2 separate regions of the Hordeum vulgare genome follow, and region 2 is linked to region 1. Evidence: chromatin contacts called from public Hi-C data. All regions are on one chromosome and are shown on one strand. Each heading gives the region's core, a stretch centred on a gene start, on an enhancer-like site or on the middle of the called end of the contact. The rest is flanking DNA. Distances are from core to core; before and after follow the strand shown. Region 1 has its middle 59 kb from the start of LOC123398267. Region 2 has its middle 53 kb from the start of LOC123398273.

The links. Hi-C and Micro-C count contacts between places; a contact is called where the count stands out from the background.
Region 2: a Hi-C map of leaf shows a contact between it and region 1, with 4 times the contacts expected there. The contact joins two enhancer-like sites. A contact is called at or near these places in 2 of 6 Hi-C or Micro-C datasets (leaf and seedling).

The regions. Positions count from the first base shown.
Region 1 is chr5H:522,771,824-522,774,523 of MorexV3_pseudomolecules_assembly, forward strand. No RefSeq gene overlaps it. Among protein-coding and RNA genes, the nearest start is that of LOC123398267, 59 kb to the left of the region's middle. Within about 2 kb of position 1,303, at least 3 of the 3 cell types and tissues checked have open chromatin away from gene starts, as enhancers often do. A contact at or near this core is called in leaf, where this site is marked.
Region 2 is chr5H:522,919,706-522,922,405 of MorexV3_pseudomolecules_assembly, forward strand. No RefSeq gene overlaps it. Among protein-coding and RNA genes, the nearest start is that of LOC123398273, 53 kb to the right of the region's middle. Within about 2 kb of position 1,361, at least 2 of the 3 cell types and tissues checked have open chromatin away from gene starts, as enhancers often do. A contact at or near this core is called in leaf, where this site is marked.

The DNA.
Region 1 (2,700 bases), core at 53-2,552:
AATGTTCATGTATTGAAAAATGTAATAGAATTTAAACAAAAGAATTGAATAAAAGTGGTTCATGTTTTTTCAAGAAATGTTGAGAAAAATAAACAATGACCGTGAATTATTTTAAAAAATCGATTGAAAAAGAGTTTGCTGAATCAAATTATTCATGCATATAAAAATTCACGGGATCTAAAAATATTTATATATTCAAAGAATGTTCTAATATTCAAATAACTGTTAATAGATTCAAAAACTTTTCATCAAATCAAAAACAGTTGCTGATTAAAACAATGCTCATGAATTCAACAAATGTCGCTGACATTTCAAAAAAGAAAATGTTTGTTGATTGTGAAAACTAATAACAATTGAAAAATATATTTGTTGAATCAAAACTGTTCAACAAATCAAAAAACATCTTTGGTAGTTTCCGAAAAATGTGCATAGTTGATAAAACAAAGTTGATAAAACCTTGCAACATTATGTATGAATTTTAATAATGTCCATGGTTTAATGGATTAAATGCGATTTAAAAAATTAGCGCGGTCGCAAAAAACTTTTGGAAATATGAAAAGAATCAGAAAGGATAAAGATAAAATCAAGAAGAAAAAGAAAAAAAAACCAAAAAGTTAAAATTGAAATGAGATTAAAAATGTAAAGAGAAAAGAAAAAAAAGGAGAAAAGGAAATTGAAAAACAAAATGAATAAGAAAAGGAATAAATGAAAATATTGAAGAATGAAAAAAACAGTTCAGGGAATGTTCTAGAACCGTTCAAAAACTAGTGGCAGTCCCAGGATCAAAAGCCTGCGATGGTATTTTAAATCTATGCTATCAAATACATGTGTTTTTAACTAAATTTATAAAAATAAATACATGACATCTGTTTGTGTACAAAGGATTTACCAAAAAGCTGTGTGGTCAATTGACTACACTTTTCTCAACGTGGCTTCGCCGCTGCAAAAAAACATATTGTGCCGTCCTAGTAGCACAGGCGTGCAGGGGGAAATAAAAAACAAAATCCAGAGAAAACACCCAAAACGCGAGACATGGCGACGACAGAGAACGCACCAAGTAACGACATGCGGGAGTGCTGGATAAAAGGCTTAGGAAGGAGCGTTCGCTGGCGAGTGAATCCCGCGCTGGTGAGGAGCTCCGCTGGTCTTCCGCTCGCGTCGGGGGTTTGCCAGGCCAGTCGGTGACACCCTGTGCGAAAGGGCGGTAAAATGGGTCAGCCCAGTCGGGCACGCCCAGTGCGAGATGGCGGTTGTTTGCCGCAGAGGGCGGCAGATAGGCACTCTGGCCGGCATGTTGCAAGCTTCCCATTGCTTCAGATAAGTGCATCCCCTTCCCGGCTTGCCGTTGTGTGTTGTTGCTTGTGTCAGAGTGGATAGGCTTTTGCCCTCTGTAGATTTTCTATTTTCCTCCGTATTTCTATACTCAAATTTTGGCCAAAATTTTATGGGGAAGGAAATCAACCCTTCAACTTTCTGTACTGGTTCCCATCATCGATTGAGACGTATCGAAATCGTACTATTTCTTAAACCTATGTGGGCATGTGGCTATGTGAGAATACATATACGCGTGGCCTTATTTGAGGACACGGAAGAAGGATGGTCCAGCGTCATGGACCGCGCCATCACAGATGGTTTGAGAACTGAGAACAGTGTCCAACTCGCTCTCGTAGGTGCAATTCACGATGTTCACGTCTTGGCGACCAAAACGGAACGCTGCTTTGTCCTCTTACTGTTGGCCGGGACCCAAAACAGTACGATCACTCCGGTTTAGTCATATCCAGCATTTTTTTTTTTTTGCGGGTACTAAGCATACAAACATTGACTGGTCAGACCGCTCTCGTGATTTTGCTCCACTCGCGTGATTCTTAAACGGATTGGAGTAACGTAGCAGGGACAGTAAATAACAGTATGGTCAGTTGTAGGGTATTTCTCTGGTTTTTGTGGCCATCTTGTATCCCTGCTACTTCCGCTAAAAATACGTAAGTGACGGAAAGTTGATGTGATTCCATCATTGGTTGCTACTTTCGACTTGAATGATGCATCATGCATCAGTCGGATCTTTTTACCGTGAGCCTGATTTCACGTGCTGCATGCCAATGCAGATGCAGCTTTATATATACAGTTACATGCAAAAGGAAAAAGAGCAATGTGTACGTATGTTCATGCGAGGCGAGACGACGCGACAAGGAGGCCCGGGATCCGTCTCTTTCGCCGCCCCTCACTTGCTTTATCGGGATCTCCTCCCGCTGCGGCATGCGCCTCTCCTGCCTGCGTTCATTCCTGAAATTCCAGGTACAGCAGCAGGCCAGCAGCCACACTTTGCTTTGCAGTCGCAGGGCAGGCTGCAGAATTAGTCGTTAACTTTTGTTGGACGCCGTGCCGCCGGTAGGGCTCGTCACGTCCACGCCACGGTATGGGCGCGGCGCCGGCCATGCACCCGCCGGCGGCTCCAGCCTATCGCCTTCCCACGGGCTCCATACTACGTGTGGATTCCATATTCCTCTTCACCCCGCTCATTGGCTTCGCTCCTTTTGTCAAGCGTCCTGGAAAGCTAAACCAAAGGCGTGCGCTCCATCGATCTGCCTCGGCCATCACAAAGGCAAAATGTACAATCTACCTCAGCTATCACAAAGGCAAATGTAAACAGTAGTAATATAGCAGAGCGGCAACACAGCTAGTGTAGTTATTTTATCGCTCATG
Region 2 (2,700 bases), core at 111-2,610, 150 kb after region 1:
CATTTTTCAGGCCAGGAACGTTTTCCAAATTCATTACAAAATTATGATATGATATAACTTAATGGAATATAAAAGGGCACAAAATGAACTGTATTCTTACTGAAAAATAATGAATTAAATGAGAAGTAGAAAAAGAAACTAACAAACTGTGCTAGCAATCTTACGTACTAATGACCGACCTACACCACGCAGATGAGACGCTCGCCTTACGAAGTGACGATCACGACGTTAGCCATGCGTGTGAGAAAAAACTTTCTGGCATCTACTACAAGATGCAAGTTAGCCTCGCCTTAACAGTTTCCATATTGGGCTAATCCAGTTGACAAGTATGAACTGGTTATAGAACCTTCAACGTGGCTATTTGTTCTTTGTGTTTTTCTAGTGGTTTTCAACGCCTTTTTTCTTTCTTCTGTTTGTTGCTTCTTCCGGTTGACTTTCGGTTTTGTGTTGGTTTTCTTTTCAGTTTCCGCTGATATTACCTTGAGTTTTAGTTATTAATATTACAAATAGATGTGGACTTTTTCAGAAGACACTTTGAACATTCTAGGAAATATAGGTTGAAAAATTATCACATACATGTTGCTAATTACTTTTCAATACACGCTGAACATTTTTTCTGAACACAAGTTGAGCCCAGATTGAACCAGTTTTATATGCACGGTGAACATTCTTTAGTACATGATGAACATTATTTAAACACACGTTGAACAATTTTGTAATACAAGCCAATCATTTTTCTAAATATATGGTAAATAGTTTATTAAAATACATTGTTTTTAAGATCTAATGATTTTTTTGAAAAACATATGATACTTTTTTAACACAATATATTTTCCATACACAAAAAATTCTTTTTTAAAATCACAATTTTTTTAATGCACGATGGTTTTCTAAAGTTCATGTTGACCATGCTTCAAATGTCATGAACATTTTTTATATGGTTTAACCATTTTTTAAATGCATGAACATCTTTAAAAATATGCTATGAACATATTTTTCAATATCATCATTAATTTTTCTTAATATGCGTTTAAATTATTTTAAATATATATCGAACATTTCTTCAATATCATGAACATTTATATAAACCTACGCAACATGGAATTCTTTTCAACGTGTGAACAGTTTTGTAGTGTGGCCAACATTTACTTGAATGATGTGAATACTTACATGAACAAAAAAAATGCTTTTTTCGAAACTAAGTAAATTAATATCGTATGTATATATATTTGTCTCCAAAATTATAAACAGAAAAAACCTTTATTTATCGTGCACAGATAAACGCTTTCATTCGACGTCGGGCTGGGCCTGGCCTGGTACATTGGAACTTGGAGCGAGTCTGTGGTCTCGCATGAGGCGTGCGTGCTAGTAGCTAGAAGCGATACATAGCAACTCTTCTACAAAACGATAGTGTGGCTGCTCGGAATCAGGGCTATTTCTCGCCAATTACAAAACGTAATCCGGTAAGGGACAAGAGAGTGGGCGGATTCAGTACTGTTACGCCTCTCGCTCGAGTCTGTTCCCTCTGTTTTTCTTACCAATTTTCTGTTTTTTTTTTGCTTCGTTACTTTCCTGATTTCGATTTTCCTGTTTTTCACCGCTTTCCTTCGGTTTCTCATTCTTCTTTTAGTTTCAATTTAAAAATAACCAACAGATATCTACTTTTCTCTATACGCAATGTACATTTTTACTATACATGATTTTTTTAATACACGCTGAACACTGATCAAATGCATAATGTAAATACTTTTAAATATTTTTTTGAACATTTTTAATTCATGTTAAACATTGTTCAACTAATTTAATTACTTTAAAATTGCACGCCCATGTTTTTTAAACTACATAATTTCCTTTACAATGTATTAAAATATTTTATGTGTCATAAATATTTTTACGAAAAGCGTCAATATTTCATGAAAATGTCATGTACATTCTTTTGAATGGCATTTCACATTTTTCTATATTACGTGAAATTATGTGTTTTACATTTTATAAGTTGTTTTTTAAAATATCATGTACATGTTTTTGAAACAAGTGATTCTTTCCTAAATTTCACGTGATTTTTTCTGACATATGCTCCCACCGTTCCAAAATAAGTGTCGTTAACCTAGTACAAACTTTGTACTAGTTTAGTGTTAAATTTGTGACACTTATTTAGGGATGGAGGGAGTACAAAACAACATTTTTCGATTTACGAAAACATTTTGTTTACATTCTATAAACATTTTTTCTGAATTGTCCCGAACATTTTTTCCGTATGCGTGAACATTTTTGGAATGTCACAACTACATTTGTAAAATGCTATTAACATTTTTTCATATTGCATGAACATTTTTTTGTAAACAAACATCTATCCTTTTTTGTCATTTGCACAAAATATGTATACATTTCAGGAATGTAAATAAAAGCAATCAAATAAGAAACGTAAAAAAGGAGGCTGCCCTCCCTTCATCGGTGGACCAACCCATTATGGGGGTGGGGACTGCATGAAGCGAGGATTTTTTTTTTTGCGGTTAAAAAATGAGGATTTTTTTTAGAAATTACTAATTAAGTAGCACCTTTTGCAAATGTCCCTTTCCACTTCCTTAGATTGCGACAAGTAGCATGTGCGTCACTCGTCATAATATGAAAATTTTCTTTTGTTCACAGGTCCGTTTATTCAAAACGTATTATCTTTTAGATTGTGCATTTTAATCTCGA